4 separate regions of the Pan troglodytes genome follow, and regions 1, 2 and 4 are each linked to region 3. Evidence: chromatin contacts called from public Hi-C and HiChIP or PLAC-seq data. All regions are on one chromosome and are shown on one strand. The core of a region is the stretch at or near the end of the contact, and the rest is flanking DNA. Distances in the headings are between cores, read along the strand shown.

Region 1 (3,322 bases), core at 665-3,164, 300 kb before region 3:
TGGGAGCTTCGAGGTTTACAAAATGCTCATCCCATGCCACCCTGGCTCATTTGCTCATAGCTACAACTCATGAGGGAGTGGGTCGGTAGGCTGGAGATGGTTTGATTTACTGAAACTCATCCAATTTATCTTCAGGTAAAAGAGGGAGTTGCTGGGGGAGAGACACGGGGACCTCACAACTTGAGGATAGGAAGAACAGCTCCACTCCAGGAGGAACCAGAAGTAAGGCTGCAGCGTCATAGGAAACAGAGACATCAGCTCCACTGACCCCTCAGCTAGGCCACAGCCTCTCATCTTGGCTTCTCTCTGTGCTTCTGTTTCTCACATCTTGACCTGCAGTAGAGCTTTCTTTGGCTCTCCCTACACATGGTAGAAAATGGCTGCCCTACAGCTCCTGGGTTTCCTCACCCTCCTTCAGGTGGTTACAAAGATGAACCAGAGCCTCTAGGCCCCAATTCCAAATGCTGAGCAGAGACATACGGATAGGCCCATCTTGGGCCAGATCAATCTGACAGACAACATGGGAGAATAACGCTACTAAACACATTTTATTCTTTTATTTTCCAATTACATTAACAAAGGGCAGCTTGCTGGAGGTTTGATTGTGAGTTACAGAAACCACTCAGAAAATGTTGAGCAAAAAGAGAGAATCACCAGGGGGAGGCCTGGTATCTTGGCTCAAGGACAAGCAATATGACTCCACCGAACATTTGTTCTGAGTGACTCACCCCCTGTGAAACAGCAGACTGCATGGCCATGCAGCCCTCCCTGCTTGGAAGGTGGATCTTTAAGAAGTGAGGCTATGGCTGGGCAAGCATCCCCAAAGGCATTGGTCCTAAGCAACTGATATTATTTTGCCCTTTTTATAAGTTTATTCTGACTAGGTGACTTTCCCAGGGCTACACGGGTAACAAGTAGACTTCTGACCTAGACCTGCTCCACCCAAACAGACTCTTAATTTCACCTCATTCCCTCTTCTATTGCTTGGCACACTATAGGCACTCGGTACACAGAATTTTCCAGAACAGAGAACAGATAAAATGCTTACAGGTTGCTTGTTAAATTGTACATTCGCTAATGTGATGTTCATCCACTTAGAAAGCACTAAGTTTTGGTAGTAGCTGAATTACAAGGCTTTTAGTTCCTTCCAAATAAAAGCACATCCTCACCATCACTGTACTTTTTATATAACTTTTCTATTGTAATTCCTGGAATTCCCTGAGCTCCAGAGTGCCAAATTGACACTCACTTTCCAGGAATTATCAAATTTTTAGGGATTGACTATTACTCTCCATTCCTCTTCCATTAAGGTATATGAATAATTCTCCAAAAATGTGCCCCCCTTCCATTTTACTTTTAATAAATGTAATTGAATCAGTCCTGGGCTGGAGCATCTGGACTTGGATTGCCGTGGAGTTTTTTTTTTTTTTCTTTTTTTGGTCCAGAGGGCACATTTCTTGTTCTAGGGTCAATGAAATAATCAAAACCTAGTCCCTGGGGAGGAAATTTTATGGTTCTCATTTATTTGATCCACAATCTACTAAACTCCATGCCATAGTCAATCAGCTGTTAAATAAAGAAGGAACGCACAGCTAGTTTGCTCTAGAAAAGGCAAAATCCACTGGATCCTGGGCTGGTTAAGTTAGAAACAGGTTGATTAAACTTAAGTTGGGGGCCGATAGGGCTTCAGTGAAAATGCCTGGTAGTTGGAAGCTCACTCATTTATTTTGCCCACAAACAGAAACCGCCTTTTGAAATGACAAGATGAATCCTAGTTAACCGGGTTTCCAACCCAGGCAATGGTCTAGATTGACAGGCTCAGATTGTCAGAAAAGAACAGCAGGGAGGTAATGAAGGGACAGCACTTTAGAAGCGACGGGCCGAGGCTCACAGAGAGCTAGCGTTTGTTCAGAGGCGCCCAGCACTGCCCTGTGGCCACCCAGGGCCATCTCCTCAGTGACCCACCCCTCTCAGCCCTCACATTGCTGGGCTGGCCCATCAATTGATCTCTAATGCCTGCCTTGGCTAATGTAATTGGAATGTCAAAGAATAAAATGTGGTTAGTTACGCGTTATTCTCCCTCTCATAAAACTCACCCTTGGACAGAGGGAATCAGCCTTTGATGAGGACTGTTACAGGCTTCCAGAGAGCACTTACTTTCTATGCATTCTCCAGGAGACATGTAAAGCGCTGGAGACTCCTAGTTGAGTATGAATTTAAATGAGTGGTACAAGGGCCAGCAGGTTCTCAGACAACGGTGTGACTGGAGGCTCTAAGAATTTTCTGCCAGTCCATAGCAACAGTCACCACCCAAAGAACCCTACATCCTTTCCTTCCCACCAGGCCTCACCACTTGCACGGTGATGGAAATCGGAAGGAGGGACCTTCTTTCCAGGGTTTGACTGGACAACAGTCTGCCTTCCCCTGGCACTGCTGGTCACCAAGTGACTAACAAACCAGAGCCGTAGGGTGCACTCCTATCAGTACTTTATAGATTCCAGAAGGGCATAAATTATGTCCATTTTCTTACTGCTGCAGAGCTAGGGCCTATCTCAGTGCCTGGCACACGGTAGGTGCTAATGTTTGTTGCGTCATTAGTGGGTCCATAGCATTTCAAAGGAAAACACTCTGAAGAGTGATCTAAGATAGAGTGACAGTTGTGATATGGGTGTTTATAGATACTACCTCTGAGGTGGGAAGATGGAAGAAAGACACCTTAGTTTTGCTGGATTTTATTTTTTATTTATGATGCTGTCATCACTGTGTTGGGCTGTGACACAGAACAGAGGCTGACATTGGGGAAACCTGGGGCTAAGCAGGCGAGTCTGAGGTAGAGTGGAAAAATGAAAAGAAATGGCAAGATTTTAGAAACATCCAAATTATGGGCCAAGCAGCCAATGATTCTCCCTTAGCAATGTGACCTCCCTCTAGTCTTCCAGCCAAGCCCCATCTGGAACATACCTCATGGAGTTGAAAGCTGTCATTGGAAAGAGCCAAAGAGAGGACTCCACAGAGCCAGAGCCAGAGCCACAGCTGCCCCTGGCAAGCCCTGGGCAGCAGGACACCAAGGTGCCTGCAGGTATGATGCCTCAGGTTCAAGCAGAGCTAGACACAGAAAGTGTTTGTGTGGGAGCCCCTCCTCTGCCACTGAGAGGGATGGACTCCAAACTCAAGAGCAGGCGGCCTGCCCCACTTCGACTCAGCCACAGGCTTCTTTTGTGTGTATCGTTAGAGCTATTTGCTATTAGAAAACCCACTGAAATACTCTAAATTCATCTTTCTTCCAAAGTGGATATAGCCTCATGCAAAGGATAATTTGAGC
Region 2 (3,088 bases), core at 113-2,612, 280 kb after region 3:
TCGCCCACAACCCCCATTTTTCACATAGATGAACACCCACCAGGTACTGGGGTCCTTCCCCCAAGTCCCTCCCACCTTTGGCACTGAAGGTATGGCTCATCAGTCCTCATAAGCAACCTCCAAAATCTACATTATGGTTACTATTTCTAATGGTAAATTAATCGACGGAACCTTTTTATTTACAAGTCGAAACTTTCTCTGTCCCTTACTAGTTCTGTCTCCAAATCATGCGTGCAGAATTAGTCCCACTCTTGGACTGCAAAGTGAAATCACAAAGACCGCTAAGCTCACGTCTCAGAAGCTGGGAACTAAAACTGTCCCAGTCTTCTGGCTGAGAGTTGTACCTCCTAGGACCACGCTGGGGCCCTGCCCTTGCAGTAGTATTCCAGCCTCTGATCCCTGACCCCGAGGGCCAGGAATTTCCCTTCTCAGCGTCCTGACACCTGTTCCTGGCCAACCCCCAGGCCTCCAAAGAACAGATACATGAACAGCGCCTGTCGGATCCTCTGGCCTACCGAGAGGTGGCCGGCAGCCCACCCAAAGTGGGCCCCACCCCCCATCCTCCTCTCCGGACTGGGCCACCGGGCGTCCTGGCGTCGGGAGAAGGCTTTCCCCAGGGCTTTCCCGCGTGAGGCGTAGGCCGATCTCCCGACTCGCGGCCTAGTCCGACAGCGCCTCATTCATCCACACACCCCCAAGCCACCCGCTGCCCTGGCCCCATCTTGGCCACTGGGCCCGGGCCCCGCGCCAGCCTCAGGGCAATGAGCCCAGGCGCCGAAGACCTGGCGGAGATCGCGCCCCCGGGCTCCCTGAGGGCCTCACCGTGCTCGGCCTGGGCGATGACACGGGGTCCCAGCGGCAGCGAGAGAAAGGTCCTGCCGGCAGCCGGAGGCGGGGAGGAAGGAGGAGAGAACGCAGGCCCGTCCCCTCCGCCGAGCGGCACGCACGACGGCGGCGACAGCGGCGGAACGGGCGGGCCGGGCGCCGAGCGGCACCTGCGCGCAGACCATGGGCCCCGCCCCCCTCGCCTTGCCCGCGCGTCCCGCCCATTGGCCTAACCGGCCGGGGAGGCGGGAGTAGGGCGGGAGGAGCCCAGGGTGGGAGGAGCCGCGCGGCAGCAGGGAGCTGGAGAGGGGAAGGCGCTGGCTAGGCCATTCCCGGGAGCTCTAGTCTTCCGCTTCGGCACGTGGGCTTCTCGGTTCTAGGTCTCCGCTTCCGTCTGGCTGCGCGGCCTGGGTTACCTGCTCACGTTCACTCGCGGGCCTACAGCCCCAAGCTTCCCCAGCTGGACTGCGGAGCGCCTTGGGCCCTGACTTCCCTCCGGGAGATCCGGGGTGTCTGAAGTCAGGCAAACAGCCACACCAGCCCCGAGGACCGCGTGGCCGCTAGCCCATCTCCCTTTTCCTATAACTTTATTCGCTCAGTCTGTGCGGAGAGAAGCTGTTAACTAAAAGTTCTTGAAGGAAAAGGGGCTAAGGGAAACTTTGGTCTAGGGATTTCTTCCTCGCCTTATAGTTAAAGCGTCGCACACAGGTACTGGATCACAGAATGCGTTTAATTGAGCCAATTTCCCCCCTTTTCCTCTTGGTAGTTGAGAGCAGGGGCCTTTGAAATTTGGGAATTTCCAATCTGGATTCCGCCACTCATTGACTGTATGACCCTAGACAAATTAACTTCTCTGGACTTCAATTTCGTTCTGGATAAAATGAGGCTATTGAAACCACCTTATGAGGTTATTCGTGTGAGAATAAAATGAGACAATGCGTGTTGAGCTCGTAACAACAGTACTCAGCACATACAGAAAAGGCTTGTGAGTAGTTGCTGTTGTTAATATTAGGATTTCATCCCATCTCACCCACATCATATCAATACCATGAGCGCCACTGGAGAAGGAATTCTTTCATTTAGGTCCTGGCCTTCAGATGTCATTCAGGTATTTGTTGTAATGAATATGATACCTGTCCAAAAATTGTGACACTAGAAGCTCCTTTTAAAGGGATTAGTTGCTATTAATATTAAAGGATGTAAATAGGTCGCCATCCCCATTTTACAAGTGAGGAAACAATATCAGAAAGGTTGATTAATTTGGATGAAGTCACACAACTAGTAAATGGCAGCAGCATATTTCAAACCACAATCTAACTGAAAATCTGGCCGTAATCCCAGCACTTTGGGAGGCCAAGATAGGGGGATCAGTTGAGCCTAGGAGTTGGAGAACAGCCTGGACAACGTGGTGAGACCCCATCTCTACCAAAAAACAAAAATTAGCTGGGTGTAGTGGCACATACCTGTAGTCCCAGCTACTCAGGAGGCTGAGGTGAGAGGATGGCTTGAGCCTGAGAGCTCAAGGTTGCAGTGAGCTATGATCACTGCCGCAGCACTCTAGCCTGGGTGTAGAGCAAGACCTTATCTCTAACAAAATAAATACAAATAAAAAGTAAAACTAAAACTATCTGAAAAATCTGTTTCCTTTCAGCGAGAATTCATTTTTATTTTTTGAGATGGAGTCTCACTCTGTCGCCCAGGCTGGAGTGCAGTGGCGTGATCTGGGCTCACGGCAACCTCCGCCTCCCGAGTTCAAGCAATTCTCCTGCCTTAGCCTCCTAAGTAGCTGGAATTACAGGTGCACACCACCACACCCAGCTAATTTTTGTATTTTTAGTAGAGACGGGGTTTCACCATGTTGGTCAGGCTGGTCTCGAATTCCCGACCTTGTGATCCACCCACCTCGGCCTCCCAAAGTGCTGTGATTACAGGCGTGAGCCACCGCACCCAGACGAGAATTCATTCAAATAGAGACTCCCTATAAGCTCTGAGCCAGTATTCATAATAAAATTGCATTAAGGCTTTTCCTTAGCCCTGTAACAGTGCTCTAGTGAGGTGAGTTAAAGAGCTTTCTCTACAATTTTGGAAATTCTCAAGGACACAGGCAACTTGATTTGGTTTTGTATTACTTTTTCTTAATATTATATATTAATGTGCCCTATTTATATTCTTGGTCTAGTACCCTTGTCACCAAAACTATATATGTATAAAACAGCTATCTTGGTGCACTTTAACTATGAAAAAGAGGGCTAACTAGCCCAAA
Region 3 (3,153 bases), core at 245-2,744:
GGGTTCAGCCGCTCCTCACCTGGGCCGCCGCCGCCGCCGCCACCGCACCGTTTCCGTGCTGTTGCTGCTGCTGCAGATACTCGCCGTGGCCGCCGCCGCCGCCACCGCCGCCGACGCTATCCACGTCCAAGGCAGCCATTTCCTCTTGTTTCACGGGCTTTTCGGGAGCTGCAGGCACAGCGCGGGGGGGTGGGGGTGGGGAGGAAGGCGGGTGGCGGAGAGGGAGGGGGCCCGCGGGCCGAAGCGAAATTACTCCCAAAGCCCGGACCCAGGCCCCTTCCCCTCCCCCACCCGCCCCCCTGCGGCGGCGGCGGCGGCGGCTCCCTCCTCCCCTCCTGCTGCTGCCCCCGCCCGCCGCTGCCTGTAACCCTCCTCCTCCTCCTCTTTCCCTCCTCCTCCTCCTCCCCGCGCTGCCCCTGCCCCCTCTCCTCTCCTCCCCTTTCCCTTCGCGCCGCTCGCTCTCACTCGCGCTCGCTCCTCTCGCACCGTCAGTCACTCACACACGCCCGCCCGCGCCCGCACACAGGGGGATGCGCTCCCGGCGGACCGGGCCGCCCGCCCCGGGGCCTGGCGGGGAGACGGCGTTGCTGGGGCTTCGGGGGTGGACGGTGGCTGGCGGGGAGGGGAGGGAGGCGCAGGGGAGTGCAGCTTTCTGCCTCTCACAGACACTCGGTCGCACACACGGGGCCGAGACCGGCGGCAGCGGCCCCGGGCTGGCTGTGGTCGGCGGCGGCGGCGGCGGCGGCAGCAGCAAGGGTTGCTCTCTCTCGGCTTTACGTACCGGTCATAGTGTGTTTAGGGCACCTCAGGCGGGGCTCCCCGCCGCCTTACACATGGTGAGGAGCGAAGGCGGCGGCGGCGGGAGAGGATGCGGGAAGCGGCGGCGGACACGGCCGGAGCGGTCCGGGGATTTTTTTTTTCCTATTTTGATTGACTGTGCGGGAAACACAAAAGGTGGAGCCTCCAGCCCAAAAGGGGGGAAGAGGGTGACAGCCCGCCCGGAACTCCCGCCCCTCTTCTTGGCCCTCATTCGCTGCCGTGCTCTCTGTCGGCTGTGCTCATTGGTCCAGGCGCCTGTCCGTCGGTCTGCCAGGCGGCGCGCTTCCTGTTTGCCCCCGGGTGGAAGGGGAGAGACAATGAGCGGCCGTGGTAGCGTAGGTTTTCGAGAGCGGCTACGGCTCGCCGGTTACCCCGCTGTGCCCGCCTCTCTCGCCGGCTGCCGCTGCCAGGCCCGAGGCGCAGGCCTCCTCCACCTTGCAGGCGCTCGGAGCAGGCCTAGCCAAGCTGTAGGGGAGCTGAGCTGGGGAGGAAATTCGTCCCCGGTGACTCCTGCTCCACTGGACGCTTCCTCCATCCCGGCAGCAGTCTTGGCCGGATCTCCCCAGGGCCTCGCGCTCTTGGAGCCGCCGCTTCCCTGCGCTGCCAGGAGGCCACCGCTGCTCAGCCCCGGGGCTGTGCTGCTGCGGCCGCTGCCGCTACTGAGCAAACCAGACCCGCCCCACGAGCCCGGGGGGAGGGAGCTGGTATTAGGGGAGACACCCCCTCCGAGGCTGGAGGAGGATTTTTCTCTCTCACATCCAGCTTCCTGATTCACAGTCACAGCCATCTCGCTCCCAGCCCCCTTAGCCCCAGTTTTCCAACCGGTCTCCCACTTTCACGTACCCTGAAGGCAGGCATTTAAAGCAAAAAAGAAATCTCAAGTCACCTCACATACGGAAGGAGAGTTTTAATTTTGGCCAGTGGCACCAAAACGGGCACTTAAAAGTATATTTCATTTTACTTGTGGTATGTGTATGTATTCAGTGGGGCAGAATTCTGTGTTTTAAAAAATCGGTCACATAATCATTTTGCTGCACAAACGTATTATTCCCGGCCTCTTTATCCTCTTGGTACCAAGTCAGATATCTCCTGAAACAAGCCCATCAACTACTGCCAACGTTTTTTAAAGTCGTGAACCGGTGAACTACCTTTTTTCCCCCCATTGGAACATTTTTGTTGTATTTTAAAATCTTGTTTCACTTACTGGATTAGGTTAACACTCCTTCCTTCTTTGGCATCCTTGATATCTTGCTGTCATCCTGGGGGAAAATGCTCAGGTTTTAAGTGTGTGTTTTGCCAACTAAGAGACATCTCTCCCTGTTACCTTCAAGTATAGTTGCCAAGAAAGAAGTTAAATTCAAGAGGTGGAAACACTGTCCACAATACCTGTTTTTTAGAACTCTGGCTCAAGATTCAGTTTTCCCATTACTGTGATTATTATATTTTGTGTGATGTGTGATATGTGATGTGCTGGTGGATGAGGTTGTGAAGTCCAAGCACTTTAACCAGATTTTGTGTGTGCTAACTTAATAGGTAATCCATTTGTGAGATACTGAGTTTGCATCCCAGTTCCAAAGCACTTAACCGCCTATGCTGACAGGATCAGAAACATTGTATGGTTACTTTGCTCTTAATTGTACAAAGATCAAATTTCCAGGGAATTAACCTAAAAACCACAAACATGCGGAAACGAGACTCAAAATTGTGAGTCCAAGAATAGGGTTCATCTCTTCTAATAGTAAGTCCTTGTAGTCTCATATTTAAGTGGAAAAGTCACTTTCAAAGTTGAGTGGTATAACCTATGTACTATTTTACAACAAAAACTTTTAAGGAAATAAAAGTCACAAAATAACCTGATTTGGGGTGGGGAAAATGGAAAAAGAGATGGGTGCCTTGAAGAGCGGGACAGGTGAAAATAAGTGGACTGGGAGGCAGGAAGGGAAGTCACTATTATCACTCTGTTCCTACCTGGATCTCTTGGGTGGAAGGTAGCTCTTTCCCTAGAAAGGATATTTCAGGCATTTTCAGTTTTGTTTTGTTTTTTTCAGGAGTGGGGATATGTTCTACGCTATCGCCATACCCTTTTTGCAAAGTGTTAGTCCAGCCACCTTGAGAGCAAAGTACTTGGCCACAGGAGTTAAATTCGTTTCTTCATTGATACCAATTGGCAAATGATGTGAGACACGAATTGTCTTTTTTCTTTCTTTTTTGGGGGGTGGGGACGGCACGTCCGCAGACCATTTTGACAAGCAAAAAAACTTCTGAAAAAGAAAAAAATAGCCTAGCTGAGCGTGGTGGCTCACACCTGTAATCCCAGCACTTTGGGAGGCCAAG
Region 4 (3,291 bases), core at 188-2,687, 370 kb after region 3:
GCAGGTCAGCGGTTGCTGGGGGACTCGAAGACGCACCCTGGTCTGTTTGAGGACCCCTCTTTTCACACTGACAAGGTCCAGGGAGGACTTCAGGATGCTTCCAGCCTGCAAAATGTGGAAGCGCCCACGTGTGGCCTGGTCCTCCGCCCTCCCGGGTGAAAGTCCTGGAGAGATTTCTCGGGCGCGTCCGTGAAAGCAGGGCACTAATGGGGAGCCTACCTCTTAAAACAGCGCACTTGCCCTACGGACGAGCCTCTAGGCCCTGGTGGTCTGGAATGGGAGTGGGTTGGAGCTGGGACAAGAAAACTCCACTCCAGGATGAAACGCGACATGCAAATCTTCACCGGGTTAAACAAACAGCCGAGCAAGCTGCAGCTTCAGCGGAGGTGGAGGTGGGGGCGGACGCCGCTCGCGCCGGTCTCTGTTTCCAAAGTTGTTACAGTGAGAAAATAAGCGGCTTCGTGCAGCGTGTTGTATGGGCTGATGCCTCCCACCCCCATGCCAGCCCCCAGCAAAACCCGGCAGATAATCAGCACATCCCACTGTTTAGTCATATTTGACAACTGGGTTAACCTGGTATCTAAGCGCTGGCGAAACCGTACAAAGGGTGCCCTCAATTACCACCAGAAGCCTCTAGCGTGAGTGGCACTTGTATTACCCCCCGGGTCAGAGGCCAGAGCGACAATTAGGAAGTCACTTACACCGCTGGGGGGAAATGGCGGGATGCAGCAGGCTCCAGGCCCTCCCAACAAATCTGTGGATGTAGATCTGTACAGAGAGGCCTATTTCGCTCCTCTCGGAGGAGCTGTCCCTTCGCGCCCCCTCCCCAGTATAACTGTGAGAGTGAAATTGAATCTAGTGGAATAAGGAATTGGGTAGAAGACACACGAAAATGATAAAAATCACAAGCAAGAATGATAGATACAAGCTGAAGTTGTGTTCTGTAGGCAAAAGCCTGGACACACAAAGTGAGGGCTGACATTTCCGTCTCCACTTGGGCCCTGCTGGTGCGGGCTGTGTCTGGGTGTCTCCTCCCCTCCTGCCTCCTTTCCTACAAGTGGGGAGTCGAGTAGCACTGTCAGCCCTAACTTGCAACATCTCGGGGTGGTTTGTGTGTGGGGGGGTGCTTGTGGCTCGGTTTCATTGGTACTTAAACCTGGCTTGGTGCGTGAGTGTAAATTTTTAATTGCACTGTAATTTCTTCAGCCCCCAGCCCGCCCTCGCCCCCCGCCCCCCCGCAAGTATCCCCCACTACTCCCCCCCACCCCCGCGGCCCTAGCTAGCCGACTTGACTGGCACGCGCCGGGAGCCCGGGCTCGGGCCCCTCGGAGCGTCTGATTGGCTGCGGGGCAGCTCCCGTCTGCTCTGCCTGCGCCCTCATTGGGCGAGAGGCGCAGCCAGCGGCACTTCAAAGCGGGTGCTCCTCGCACTTAGGCTGAGTTTAGCCGGCGGGAGCCTGGAGTCCGCTCGGCACGAGCGCGGGGACGCGGGAGCCGCGCGGGAGCCAAGCAGTTTTTCCGAGCAGCCGCCAGGCTCAGCCCCGCTCCCAGCCTCGCTGCGCAGCCAGAGACCTGCTATGGCCACGTCTATACTCGGGGTAAGTCGCAAGCGCGGCAACGCATTTGCTTGTTTTAACCGGAGTAATTTTTCGTTATGGCTTCTGGGGTCTGCGGCTCCGGAGAAACTGTTGCTGCTAGACTGCAGCTTCAGCTTCTATTAGCACTTTCCACATTTCTGGGACTGATTTTTCCCCAAGTTTTTGGAACCCAGCAAGATGCCTTTGCAAGAAAAGGCCTTCTTAATCAAGTCCTTTTTCATTTGGTTTCAAAAAAAAGCTAGAGGTTTCTTTTCTTCCCCTCGTGATTTATACCCCATCCCCCGCCTTGCTTTGGGGATTTTGTTGCAATTATGCGACAGTGGTGTTTCCAGAAAACAGTCTTAATCGTTTTGCAGTCCATCTAGTCACGCTAATAAACATTTACATTTCCGCGGCTCCCCAATTCGCCCATGACTTTGAAATCTGTCTCTGGCCGCTTATCCTCGGATTATTGTTTTCATAATCGCTGTTTTTGTGTGTATGTAAACTTTAAAACCAAACGTTTTCTATTAAAAAAGAAAAGTCAAGTCGTAGCCACCCTGGGAGTGCTGCAAGTTTCGCCCGTCCCTGGCTGCTGTTTCGGCCGCCTCCGCCCTCACCCGGTGTTTGTTGTCTCTGGTCTCTGTGTTTACCTTCGCGCTTCACCCCGAAGGGCGACTTGGGGTCTTCTGGGAGAGGAGCCGGTTTACGGCGACAACCCAAGTCCGGTTGTAGGCAGGGTTGCAGCGGGGAACACGGAGGCATCTTTGATTTATAGCCTCAGCGAAGTGCAACTTTCCGGCGCCTGGACCTTCGCCCCGGTGATCGCCCCTGCTCCGCGCCCGGTGCGGCGACTCCTCCGCGGGCGCGTGGGGAGGAGGCGCGAGGCGGGGAGCCAGGACCCCCCGGGAGCAGCCGCAGGGGACGAGGCTGCTCACGGGTGCACTTTGTTTCTTCCCCCACTTCCTCTTGCCCTCCTCCTTCTTGCTCCCTCCCCCATCCCACCCACTCTAGGAAGAGCCGCGCTTCGGAACGACCCCGTTGGCCATGCTGGCGGCGACCTGCAACAAGATCGGCAACACGAGCCCGCTGACGACGCTGCCAGAGTCGAGCGCCTTCGCCAAAGGCGGCTTTCACCCCTGGAAGCGCTCCTCGTCCAGCTGCAACCTCGGCTCCAGCCTCTCGGGCTTCGCGGTGGCCACCGGGGGCCGTGGCTCGGGCGGCCTGGCGGGCGGCTCGGGCGCCGCCAACAGCGCCTTCTGCCTGGCCTCCACGTCGCCCACGTCGTCCGCCTTCAGCAGCGACTACGGCGGCCTCTTCTCCAACTCGGCGGCTGCCGCGGCGGCAGCGGCCGGGGTGTCCCCGCAGGAGGCGGGTGGCCAGTCGGCCTTCATTTCCAAGGTGCACACGACGGCAGCCGACGGCCTGTACCCGCGCGTGGGCATGGCGCACCCGTACGAGTCCTGGTACAAGTCGGGCTTCCATTCGACGCTGGCGGCCGGCGAGGTGACCAACGGCGCGGCGTCGTCGTGGTGGGACGTGCACAGCAGCCCGGGCTCGTGGCTGGAAGTGCAGAACCCCACTGGGGGGCTCCAGAGCTCGCTGCACTCGGGCGCCCCCCAGGCCTCGCTGCACTCGCAGCTGGGCACCTACAACCCCGACTTCAGCTCGCTCACGCACTCGGCCTTCAGCTCCACGGGCCTCGGCTCCTCCGC

The links. A called contact is a pair of places that touch in the nucleus more often than the background predicts. HiChIP or PLAC-seq counts read pairs in DNA pulled down with a chosen protein or histone mark.
Region 1: a contact with region 3 is called in a Hi-C map of stem cell-derived neural progenitor cells, with 2.0 times the contacts expected there. The contact joins the enhancer-like site here to the promoter of SP3 in region 3. A contact is called at or near these places in 1 of 7 Hi-C or Micro-C datasets (stem cell-derived neural progenitor cells) and 1 of 1 datasets of contacts at active chromatin or transcription factors (stem cell-derived excitatory neurons).
Region 2: a contact with region 3 is called in an H3K4me3 HiChIP or PLAC-seq map of stem cell-derived excitatory neurons, with 3 times the contacts expected there. The contact joins the promoter of OLA1 here to the promoter of SP3 in region 3. A contact is called at or near these places in 1 of 7 Hi-C or Micro-C datasets (stem cell-derived neural progenitor cells) and 1 of 1 datasets of contacts at active chromatin or transcription factors (stem cell-derived excitatory neurons).
Region 4: a contact with region 3 is called in an H3K4me3 HiChIP or PLAC-seq map of stem cell-derived excitatory neurons, with 10 times the contacts expected there. The contact joins the promoter of SP9 here to the promoter of SP3 in region 3. A contact is called at or near these places in 3 of 7 Hi-C or Micro-C datasets (induced pluripotent stem cells and stem cell-derived neural progenitor cells), 1 of 1 datasets of contacts at active chromatin or transcription factors (stem cell-derived excitatory neurons) and 1 of 1 other capture datasets (stem cell-derived neural stem cells).

What each region holds. Positions count from the first base shown.
Region 1 is chr13:75,705,822-75,709,143 of NHGRI_mPanTro3-v2.0_pri, forward strand. No RefSeq gene overlaps it. Among named protein-coding and RNA genes, the nearest start is that of SP3, 300 kb to the right of the region's middle. Within about 2 kb of position 1,915, at least 3 of the 24 cell types and tissues checked have an H3K27ac peak or open chromatin away from gene starts, as enhancers often do. A contact at or near this core is called in stem cell-derived neural progenitor cells, where this site is marked.
Region 2 is chr13:76,287,637-76,290,724 of NHGRI_mPanTro3-v2.0_pri, forward strand. OLA1 (Obg like ATPase 1) reads right to left here and starts at 1,363. Exons shown (of 10, transcript XM_003949919.6): 1 at 823-1,363. The coding sequence starts at 1,010.
Region 3 is chr13:76,004,572-76,007,724 of NHGRI_mPanTro3-v2.0_pri, forward strand. SP3 (Sp3 transcription factor) reads right to left here and starts at 1,495. Exons shown (of 7, transcript XM_016950059.4): 1 at 782-1,495; 2 at 20-168. The coding sequence starts at 788.
Region 4 is chr13:76,373,384-76,376,674 of NHGRI_mPanTro3-v2.0_pri, forward strand. It overlaps SP9 (Sp9 transcription factor), which reads left to right and starts at 1,438. Exons shown (of 2, transcript XM_016950060.4): 1 at 1,438-1,597; 2 at 2,591-3,291. The coding sequence starts at 1,577.